2 separate regions of the Callithrix jacchus genome follow, and region 1 is linked to region 2. A link is a contact called in public Hi-C data. All regions are on one chromosome and are shown on one strand. The core of a region is the stretch at or near the end of the contact, and the rest is flanking DNA. Distances in the headings are between cores, read along the strand shown. Region 1 holds the start of SLC22A8 (solute carrier family 22 member 8). Region 2 overlaps CHRM1 (cholinergic receptor muscarinic 1).

The links. A called contact is a pair of places that touch in the nucleus more often than the background predicts.
Region 1: a contact with region 2 is called in a Hi-C map of induced pluripotent stem cells, with 5 times the contacts expected there. The contact joins the promoter of SLC22A8 here to the enhancer-like site in region 2. A contact is called at or near these places in 3 of 3 Hi-C or Micro-C datasets (induced pluripotent stem cells and skeletal muscle).

What each region holds. Positions count from the first base shown.
Region 1 is chr10:120,299,801-120,305,239 of calJac240_pri, forward strand. It overlaps SLC22A8 (solute carrier family 22 member 8), which reads right to left and starts at 3,286. Exons shown (of 11, transcript XM_035263028.3): 1 at 3,174-3,286; 2 at 1,760-2,096. The coding sequence starts at 2,092. The region is part of intron 6 of LOC118145522 (a long non-coding RNA gene); the gene reads left to right.
Region 2 is chr10:120,191,196-120,197,223 of calJac240_pri, forward strand. CHRM1 (cholinergic receptor muscarinic 1) reads right to left here. Exons shown (of 2, transcript XM_035263023.3): 2 at 3,688-6,028. The coding sequence ends at 4,731. Among named protein-coding and RNA genes, the nearest start is that of CHRM1, 15 kb to the right of the region's middle. Within about 2 kb of position 3,851, at least 3 of the 16 cell types and tissues checked have an H3K27ac peak or open chromatin away from gene starts, as enhancers often do.

The sequences.
Region 1 (5,439 bases), core at 2,036-4,535, 110 kb after region 2:
TACTTGATGGGTTTCAGGCATTATGCTTGATGCTGGGGAAAAAAAAGCCAACATGACTGGGAGGAGATATAATCTAGGGATATGAGAGCAGCAAATGTCATTGTTTGGAGTGCAGCTCTGGAGACAGGTGTGTGTGTTTGGGTCCTGAATCTGCCACTTACTAGCTGTGTGACCTCGTCAAAGCTGCTTAACCTCTCTGTGCTTCAGTTTCCCCATCTGAGAGAGGGAATTAAAATACGAACTCCCTTATCGTGTTGTCAGGAAGGTTAAAAGTGTTAATATCTGCGGAGCTCTTAGAGCAATGCCTGGTACATAGTAAGCACTTTATATAAAAATATTTGTTAAATGAATAGCAGTCACATAGACTCTGAACATAGCCTTACATTCAAATCCTGCCTCTGCCAGGTTCTAGCCATTTGTAACATGGGAAGGCCATGGAATCAAGCTGAGCCTCAGTTTCCTCATCTGTGAACTGGAGATGATAATACTTCTCCTAAAGAGATTTCATCTCCTGGGCCTCCAGGAGTCCATAGATGTGTAGTGCTTGGCACCAGGTGAGGGCTTTGCATTTCATCTCTTTTCATGAGTCAAAAACAGAATCCTGCCCTTGACGGGCTCATGGTACCTGAGGGAGGATGAAAACACTGGTCTCTGCTCACTGCTCAGATGCCACCTCCTCCAGGAAGCCTCCCTTGAATCCAGTGGTTTATCTCCCTTTTGAACTTGCATAAACGTTTGTCTCCCTTTACCGCTTATGGGCTTTAGCTCTAAATTCCAGTTCTGAAACTGACCAGCCATGTGGCACTACACAATCACTTCCCTTCTCTGGGTCTTAGATTTTTTGTTTTCTAAAAAATCTGTAAGGGGAGATAGAAATCACCTTCAACAGAGCATCACTTTGGAATCAAGCAAGACAGTGTCCACCGAGCACCCAAATGTGCCTGGCAGTTAGTGATATCCAATAAACGTCAATTCCCAATTCCTCATCTTCATCCTGTCATAGGCTTCCTCCTATCACTGGCCTGTCAGTTCACTGAATCTGATTTAACTCTGGATCTCCCCGAGGTGGCGGGTGAGAGAGTCAGTGAATCAGTGAAGGGACGAGGGAATGAGAGGTGAACTCAGGAGTGGCTGTGTGTGTGTGTACGAGACATTTTCTGGGTCTGCTGTGGAGAGTTTCAAGCATCCCCTCTGTGCAGTCCCTCCTCCACAGCCCTCCCACCTTGGAGCCTTTGCACAAGATGGAATTTTCCTCCTTTTCCTCACTGCCTGTCTGGCCCTTGGCTGAAGTTCAGATCTGAGTTTCAGGGGCATTTCTTTGGGGAGAATTCCTTCAATGCCCATCCCCCATGCCCTCACTTCCACACCCACCCTGGGCATAGGTCATAGTGTGAGGTCACTTTGAAGTTGTAATTTTACACTTATCTGTGTGGTATTTTCCTTAATGGGTGCTATCCACCCCACGCTGTAGACCCCCTGGAAGCAGGCATGGTGCGTTTTTGTGTTCCCAGAACTGAGCTCTGCACCGGTCACAGAACAGGCCCTCAGTAGCAGTTTGCTGAAGCGCTTAGACTCTGAATGTGAAGAAACCAAGGCTCTTGGTGGAAATGCCTCTGCACTCAGGTCTTTCCTCTGCCTGCCCAGCGGCCTGTCCTCGGGTCCTGGGAACACCAGACCCCAGGCTCCTCTGCTGCCCACCAGTGGTGCAGGGTGTGGGGGTGTGTGGGTAAGTGGAGGGAGAGGGTTTACCCAGGCATACCTCCGTCACGATCGAGTCCTTGGTGCTGTTGTAGACCCAGCCATCCAGGCATGGCTCTGTGGCCCTCTGGGTGTCATTGGGCAGGCTGGCATTGGGCGGATGTACAAAACGGAGGCACTTCTCAGGCTTCCCATTTAGGCCCATGGGGAGCACCCAAGGCCCTGTGGAGGCATTGGGGGGCGGGCGACAGTGGTGAGCAGGGGTGGCGGCTGTGAAGATCTGCAGCAGGTTGTGGTTGGCCATGTTGAGGATCGGGAGGCCCAGTATGGCCACGTGCAGGAACTGGAAACGGCCCATGCTTCCCACACGGTCCAGAATCTCGGAGAAGGTCATGGCACTGGGGCAAGATGAGCCAGAGCTGTGGACAGGGCATAGACCAGGAAGAGGTATATGTGTGTATGGTGGTGCGTGGGTCTATGGAACCATAGGTGGGAGGCTGAACTGGGTGGATGTGCCAGCACAGGTGTGTGGAGCAGTGCATGTGTCAGTATGGAAAGAGGCGGAGGTGGCCGGGCGTGGTGGTGCACGCCTGTAACCCCAGCACTTTGGGAGGCCAAGGCGGGTGGATCACCTGAGGTCAGGAGATCGAGACTGTCCTGGCCAACATGGTAAAACCCTGTCTCTACTAAAAATACAAAAATTAGCTGGGCATGGTGGCACGTGCCTGTTATCCCAGCTACTCAAGAGGCTAAGGCAGGAGAATCGCTTGGACCAGGGAGTCAGAGGTTGCAGTGAGCTGAGATCGTGCCACCGCACTCCAACCTGGTGACAGGGCAAGACTCTGTCTCAAAAAAAAAAAAAAAAAAAAGAGCTGGGGCCTCAGGTGTGTGGATCCACAGATTCTTGGGTGGATGCATGAGGAAGAACCCTGCTGCATGGACGGTTGTGGGATCAAAAGTGTAGGTGCGTGTCCAGGTGTGTGGACACAAAGGTGTCTACAGGTATGTGTGCATTTAGGCTGGAGCAGAAGGACACAGCTATGTAAGCTCAGGTGTGTGTTATGCGTGTGTGCACCTCCGAGTATGAGCCTGTGTGTGCTCAGCTAGGCTGGTCACACACGCTGCATGCATGGGACAGTGCAGGACACATAGCAGGGACCAAGGGGCCCAGCCTTGGGTGTTGGCTACTAAGGACAGATTGCGGGGGTGGGTGGGGGATGTCCGCAGTTGCTCCAGGCAGATGCACAGGGTTGGCAGAGTTCAGGTTGCTTGCTGGGAAAGGCCTCCCCAAGCCCAGAGCCTCCTGGCTTCTAGCGGTTTCCTGGAGCTGGCCTCCAAATGCTGGGGTATCCAAAAGAGCTGAAGAGGGTCTCAGAGGGCATTAGGGGCTTGGACAGTTGCAATGAGGACTTGGTCCTGGGAGATTCCCGGGGGTTCCCTGGTGCCTGGGCTGGGGGCCCTCCCTCCCTCCTCACCTGGCAGCTGGGTCTGGATCCGATGGGGCTGGTGATGAGTGTAGCCGAGGTCCCTGCTCTGTCCTAGGGCCCAGCAGCCGCTGTAGTTGGGCAGCTGAGCTCTAACAAGCTGTGTTTGTGCCTCCCCCAGGGGGGCTTATATAAGGCATAAGCTGTTTCCTGGGCTAATGTTTGACTTTCTTTTGCGGATTAACATCACTGGCAGGGAGAGCGCTGTGGACCCACCAAGACCAGTTCTCCTCAAAGGGCTGCCTCAGCGAAGGCTGGTGGGGGGTGGGGCAGCGTGGCTGAGCCTAGCGGGCTGCTGGCTGGACAGAGGGACAAGCGGCCCAGGCAGGCTCACCCAGGGGAGATTCTGGGAAGGATCTGGCCTGAGCTCTGAGGGGCCAAGTTCCCTCTCAACTGATGTTCAGAGGACCTGGAGCTGAGGACAGCAAATGGGAGCCGCTCTGGTGCCTGTAGCAGGCAGTGTTCTCCTCTGTGCCACCTCCCCTGGCTTCCTGAGTAGGTGATGGGGATTTGCCTCTCAGGAAGTGTTAGGGCACACTCAGATGGAAAATGTCACCTTTATCTATCCCTGAGGATGCAGGGCTGCCATCTCCTGGGCCCTTGGGGCAGCCAGGACCTCCCCTGACTGTGTCTCTGACTGCGTCTCCCCTGTGTCCCTGACTGTGTCTCTGACTGTGTCTCCCCTGTCTGTGTCCCTGACTGTCTCTGTGTCTCTGACTGTGTCTGCCCTGTGTCTACAACTGTGTCTCTGACTGTGTCTCTCCTGTATCTCTGACTGTGTCTTTTCTGTGTCTCCGACTGTGTGTCTGACTGTGTCTCCTCATCTGTCTCTCTGACCGTGTCTCTGACTATGTCTCTCCTGGCTATGTTTCTGACAGTGTCTGACTGTGTCTTTCCTGTCTGTGTCTCTGACCGTGTCTCTGTGTCTCTCCTGTCTGTGTCTCTGTGTCTCCGTGTCTCCCCTTTCTGTGTTTTCTGACTGTGTCTTTGACTGTGTCTCCCCTGTCTGTGTCTCTGACCATTTCTCTGACTGTGTCTCTCCTATCTGTGCCTCTGACTGTGTCTCTCTGTCTCCCCTGTCTGTCTCTGACTGTGTCTCCCCTGTCTGTCTCTCTGCCCGCTTCCATCCCACCCTCGATGAATGGCTTCTCTTCTGATCAGCCGCTTCCCCTTGGGGACCAAGTGCAGTCCCTACTGTTTTATTTTCACTATGAATATTATTTTATTTATATAATAATGTGTGTTTCTTGCATAAAACATGGGAAATACAGACAAGACAAGCCAAACCAAACAAAGCCAAATGTCGTCTCACCTGAGAACCAACCCATGAACACTCTGTTCTTCCAGCCTTGTCCTCAGCAGAGACTTCGGGCTGAGACCCTGACTTCTAGCCACTGCTGTTAGGCTCATTTAACCCTTGTGGCAGCCCTGTGACTACTCTAGCATTAATAATTGGGGAACTGAGGCAAAGAGAGATTAAGTGACCTTCTCACCATCCCCGAGCCAGGAAGCGGCAGGGCCAGCACAGGGTGGCTCTAAGCCCATTCTCTCCCTTAGAACCAACGTTTTCTATGAAGTCTGTGGGGGCATTGTACTATTAATATATTGCCTCTCCCTTAAAAAGGTCCCCTAGGCTGGTCTTCAACATCACTCCTGCCTGCCTTTACCTCTCTCTTCTACCTTCAGAAATCCGTGGGAGCTGCCATTCCCACCTGCTCTGAGGGCTAGAGAGGGGACCCCTTAGGGCTCCCCTTCTTGGTTGGAAAGGTCTTCCCATTCTCCTCCTGTGCTGCCCTCTCCACCAAGGCAGCCTCCAGCCCCCAGGTCCAGACTGAGCTTCTCTCCTACCGCAGGGCAGGGTCAGCTGGTCACCCTGGGTCCAGCCCCTCCTCTCAGCTTCCCACCTGGACTCAGCAGTTATTGATGTTCTTAGAGTGGCCTGAGGCAGGGCGAGATCCGGAGTCATCAAAGGAAGATTAAATTATGCTCCAAGGCAGCCAAGGGGTTGTTTTAGGAAGGTTTTCGACTGTGAGGCTTGCAGTGAGCTGGGCTGCTGCCCCAAGCTCCCCCTGTTCTGGGCATTCGCCCTCTTGGAGATTTTCTGGTTCCTAATTGGCTTGGGTTATCCATCTGTTCCTGTCCTAGTGGAATGTTGTTTAAAGGGGCCTGGTGACTCCCCACTGAGGCTGCTGGAGGTAAGCCAGAGTATACAGATCTAAACCGCCCAGGCAGGGACAGCTGCATCTGAGTGCCCTCC
Region 2 (6,028 bases), core at 2,601-5,100:
CCCAGGAGGCGGAGGTTGCAGTGAGCCAAGATTGCGCCATTGCACTCCAGCCTGGGTAACAAGAGTGAAACTCCATCTCAAAAAAAAAAAACCAAAAACTCAAAAAACCAAAACCAAAAACAAACAAACAAACAAAAGGGTTTTGTGCTCTAAAGGTGAGCATGTACTTGTCTAAATTTCCAGTTGGGTCAGCATGAGTCCTCTGAAATCCTAGCCAGTGTCCTAAGCATGAAACCAAGGATTCCTAAGGCCTGGGGCCATGGAGGATTAGGAGGAGATGGAGCTGTTCCTAGATGCCAAGCCTCCTACCTTCTATGTTCTTGTTGGTGAATTTGGTATACTGGCCAGAGAGGTAGGGCCTATCTCTGCAAGTTTATAGTAGTATCCAAGGAAGCTGATAATTCTGGGGTCTGATATACCTGCTGAGACTTGGAGGCAGGGATTGGGGTGGCCAAAACCACCTACTCCGTTATGTCCTGTGGTTTTGTTAATCTGAGAAGCAGGCCCAGGCAGGTTCCAAGAGCCTTTTTTTTTTTTTTTTTGGCAGAGCTATTCCTGTGATTGCCAGAAGATGGCGCTAAAGCAACACGGTGGGAGTGGAAGGTGGCGCAGGAGGAGAGGATCCTAACCTCTCCAGGCTGGAGAAAGGGTTGGTAGCAGTAGGGGAGAAGATAGCATTACAAAGCCACCTCATTCTTTGCCTATTTCCCGCTCAGGCAGTAGCAGCCCTTGTTTCTGGGGCGAGTGGTGCCGCATGTTGCGGGGACAGTTGCCATGTCCAGCCACTCTCTCTCTTTGGGCTTATCCCATTTCCCTGATTCTCTGGCAGCTGCATCTGCAGGACTCTTGCTTCAGAGGCTTGAGGGCACAGACCGCATCTCCGGGAAGCCTTCCTGGAATGCGCACCCTCTCCTGCCAAGACTTGTTCCCCCAAACTCCTTTAACTGAGCCATGATGGGGTTTAAGTTACTTCTCCCTGGGTTGGGGGAGGTGTAGGGTCAGAGCTGGGTCTGAAACTAATCCTGGTTTCTGGGATTTCCCGGTGAGCAGACCTATCCCATAGAAACACTGGCCATAGAGCCGTTGAGGGGATTTCCCTACACTGTCGCGTACTCATAACTCTTCTGTAAAGGGCTTGTTCCCCTTCCAGAGATGAAGACACTGAGACATGCCTAAGGTTGTTCAGTGAGGGACAGGGCAGGTCAGACCTGCATCTGGGACAAGCGACAAGTGTGAACTGCTAGCCCCATTTCTGATGTGAATACCAGATTTGACCCCCTCCACCTCAAGCCTTCAGGTTAATCTGACCCCAGAGTTCCTATTCTCCCAGCACTGCTCAGCTTTCTCAGTCCCTCTGCCTCTCAGGACCTCAGTTTCAACGCCTTCAATACGGGCCAGGGCATGTAATCTTAAAAGGGCCTCAGGGCTGTGAGGGAGCTGGTAAGGGAGGGGCCCTCTGGGGTCTGGAGCTGACAGCCCAGTGAGCTATGCTGGTGGGAAGGGCATATGGGATTTGTATCCTAGAGTCATTCTTACAGTGCTGTAGCTCCTGGCTAGCCTGTCCTGTTTACATCTTTGATCGATACCAGTTTTCATCGTGTTGGAAGCTTTCTTCCAAAGGCTTCTGGGAGTCTGAACAGCTGCAAGCGGGGTGAATCCCCACTTCCCCCTCTGCAAGGGTTTAGCTCCACCTAGGACCTCATCCCTCTAGGGTAACGATTCCCAAACTTTAGCCTGCATTGGAACATCTAGAGGGCTTGTTAAAAACAGGTGGCAAGTGACTGGGTGCGGTGGCACACACCCATAATCCCTGAACTTTGAGAGGCTGAGGCAGGCAGATGACCTGAGGTCGGGAGTTTGAGACCAGCCTGACCAACATGGAGAAACCTTATCTCTACTAAAAATACAAAATCAGCCAGGCGTGGTGGCGCATGCCTATAATCCCAGCTACTCAGGAGGCTGAGGCAGGAGAATCACTTGAATCCAGGAGGTAGAGGTTGCCGTGAGCCGAGATCTCGCTATTGTACTCCAGCCTGGGCAACAAGATCAAAATTCTGTCTCAAAAAAAAAAAAAAAAAAAAAAACGTGGCAGCCGGGTGTGGTGGCTCACGCCTGTAATCCCAGCACTTTGGGAGGCCAAGGTGGGCAGATCTCCTGAGGTCAGGAGTTTGAGACCAGCCTGACAAACATGGAGAAACCCCATTTCTACTAAAAATACAAAATTAGCAGGGTGTGGTGGCGCATGCCTGTAGTCCCAACTACTTAGAAGGTTGAGGCAGGAGAATTGCTTGAACCCAGGAGGTGGAGGTTGTGGTAGGCTGAGATCGTGCCACTGCACTCCAGCCTGGGCAACAAGAGCGACACTCCATCTCAAAAAATAAATAATAAATAAATAAATAGGTGGTGAGTTCCACAGAGTTTCTGATTTAGTAAATCAAAGATGACCCTGATGATTCTCACATGTAACAAGTTCCCAGGTGATACTGATGCTCCTGTCAGAACACTGTGAACTGAGAGATTCGCTCAGCAGGTCTGTATTATCCGAACCCTGCACATTTGCACATTTCAAAGAAAGGTTCGGCCTTGCCTGGCTCCTGGAAGAAAACACTAAACCCTTGGAATAGCCTGCCTGGTAAAAGTGTTTTGCTTACATTTGGGCCTTGAGCCACAGCAGAGAGTCTATGCCAACAGTGGGATTTATGGGGGAGGCCTTGGGCCTCATGGTATCGGTCTGACCTCTGGAAGAGCTGGAGACTAAGTAAGTACGGTCAGCCACGTGGGTGGTCAGCCATGCTTACGTGACCAACTTCCAGTAAGAACGCTGGACACTGAAGCTCTGGTGAGCTGTCTTGGTTGGCCCTGGCAGAACTTCGCTTATGTTGTCAGACATCATTGCTTGGAATGGGTGCTGTCTGCATGACTTCACTGGGAGAGGACAGCCGCGAGTGTGTATCTGGCCTCTTCTGGACTCTGCTCAATACACCTTTGCTGTTGCTGTTTTATACTCTGTATTCTTTCCCTGTAATAAACTGTGAGTACAGCAGCTTTGCTGAGTTCTGTGCATCATTCTAGCAAATCACTGAATGCAATGACGGTCCTGGAAACTACTACTCTAGGCTACGGGATTAACCTTCTCTAGAATTCCTTTGCATTAGGCTCTGGGGACCCTTCACCAGTGAAGTGATTTATAACCCGAGCTGGGTCATCCTGATGGAGTGTTTTGGCCTAAATGCTTTAGGCCTCTCATCTGCACAGTCCAGAGGTCAGGAGGCTATGAATTGCCTGGAAGTCTGGGTGTTGCTTTGTGGGGTAACCCTGGACAATCCTCCTGGATCTCTGGGCCTTATCTCCTCATGCATAAGTGAGGGTTTGGAAGAGTTCTGTTCTCCTTGGGCATGGCAGGGCCAATAGAGAATATGCAGGGATGTAGGCAGGGGTGGTTGATTTCACCCGGCTGCCTCACTTTCAGAGGCCAGGTCTGCCTTTTATAGCCCCACTCACCTGAGCGAGGGACTCCACGGTGCTGGGGTCCCCACGCTTTGGTAGATCCAACCATGCAGCTCTGTCCCTCCTGGAACCACCTTCAGGGCCACGGCCCACATTCCAAGTACTTGGGCCCTCCCTGCCCCATCCAGCCCTGGCCTGAGACCAAGGCCTTGAGCCAACACAGGGAGGAAGGCCCCTTGGTGCCCGCTGGTTATGTGGCTTTATTCACAGACTCAGCACTTGCTGAGGATGGAAGGAAAGAACATTTGGGGCCAGGCTGGGCCTGGAGATCCGGGTGGCTGGGAGGCCATGCATGGGTTGGATTGGGGAGTTCACTGGAGAGAACCTGCTGGCTGGGCCAGGCCTGTGTGGGGCAGGGCCGGAGGCAGGCAGCATGCGGGAGACCTGGCTAGATCTGCAGGGAGCAGGTCCATCCAGGTGGCGGCTGTGAGCCAGGAGGGAGGGACTGAGGCTTCTCTGGGGCAGAGGGTATGGACAGCAGGCACACTTGACTCCCACTCCCAGGGATATGATATCGTAGGACGGTCAGGACACCTGGCTCCTGGCCCTGCTGCCTTGGGACTTGATGTGTGACTAGCCAAGCTGGTCCCCTCCAGTGTCATTGTCCTGCTGATCTTGGACATTTGCCTTGGAGGTGACCCACCTAGGGACCCTCTGGGGATATCTGTAGGGGGTCTGGACAATCTTGGAGCATATGCCTAGGGCCCAGCTGGGCGGGCTCTGCCTGTGAAGCCAGAGGATCCCCCATCCGGGCTCCCCAGCTCCCTGTAGTCAAGCTTTTCTCCCAGTGGTCTGTTCAGTTCCCGGCTGTGTCCCCCAGGGGGCGCCATCTCACACCGCAATGCGGGCCGCCCCTGGGCAAAGGAATACTGTGAAGTTAAGCCCTCTTTCTCCCGGCCTGCCCTGCTGGCTCCTGACTTCCTGCCTAAAGGCAAACAAGGAGTCCAAAGCCCGGATCCTCCTCCAGGGCCTTCTTCCTGGTGAAGAGCCCATTCCCACCCAGCAGGGAACAGAAAAACCAGTTCCCCGGGTTTCCCTCCCTGCCTGGGAATAGCAGTCTGGAAAGTTGGCAGGGTCTCTCTGGGCTGCCCAGGAAGGTGACCTAGGGGCATGGGAGGCCAGGTGAGGCCTGAGCAGGGCCCTGGGGCTGAGGATGCATCCCCTGCCCGCTTCCCTCCGGCCTCTCCCGGGGACTGGGGTGGAGGGATGCAGGAGAGGGACCATCAGCATTGGCGGGAGGGGGTGCGGTGCACGGAGCCAGGGCGCTTGGGGATCTTGCGCCAGCGTCTCTTGTCCCAGCGGCAAAGCAGCAGCAGGCGAAAGGTGTCCCGGAAGGCTTTGTTGCAGAGTGCGTAGCACATGGGGTTGATGGTGCTGTTGACGTAGCACAGCCAGTAGCCCAGCTCCCACAGGGTCTCAGGAACACAGTCCTTGCAGAAGGTGGACACCAGCACCATGATGTTGTACGGCGTCCAGGTGAGGATGAAGGCCAGGAGGATGGCACTCAGGGTCCGAGCCGCCTTCTTCTCCTTGACCAGCGAGAAGGTCTTCCGCTTGGCCAGCTGCTCCTTCCCTCGGGGCTTCTGGCCCTTGCCGGCTCGATCACGCCCTTTCTTGGTCGGCCTCTTGACTGTATTTGGGGAGCTCCGTGGGGGCTGCTTGGTGGGGGCCTGCGCCTCGGGGTCCACCATGGGCATCTTGATCACCACTTCGGAGCCAGGCTCCTCTCCCTCTGAGGATGTGAGGGACTCCATGGAGCCTTCATCCTCTTCCTCTTCTTCCTTCCAGCTGTAGGCCTGCAGCAGCCTGGGGGCCCTGCAGCAGCGACAGCAGCGGCCTGGAGGAGTCTCTGGGGAGCCCTCGGCCCCTGGCTGAGACCTCTCTGAGCTGCTGCTGCTGCCACCCCCTTTGCCTGGTGTCTCAGAGCCCTGAAGGGCTGCCAGCTCCCGTGCTCGGTTCTCTGTCTCCCGGTAGATGCGCCAGTAGAGCGTGCACATGACTGTGACCGGGAGGTAGAAGGCGGCCATGGCTGTGCCAAAGGTGATGATGGGCTGGGAGAGGAACTGGATGTAGCACTGCCCTGCCGTCACTGTCCGCTCCCCAACCAGGTACTGCCAGAAGAGGATGGCTGGGGCCCAGAGGACAAAGGAAACCAGCCAGGCCAGGCCGATCATCAGAGCTGCCCGGCGGGGTGTGCGCTTGGCACGGTAGCTCAGGGGCCGCGTCACGGAGAAGTAGCGGTCAAAGCTGATGAGCAGCAGATTCATCACGGAGGCGTTGCTGGCCACATAGTCCAGGGCCAGCCAGAGGTCACAAGCTAGCGTGCCCAGAGCCCAGTGGCCCATGAGCAGGTATGTGGTGTAGAGGTTCATGGAGAAGGTACCAATGATGAGGTCAGCGCAGGCCAGGCTCAGCAGGAAGTAGTTATTGACTGTCTTGAGCTCCGTGTTGACCTTGAAGGAGATGAGTACCAGCAGGTTGCCTGTCACCGTGGCCAGTGACAGGAGGCCCGTGGTGATCC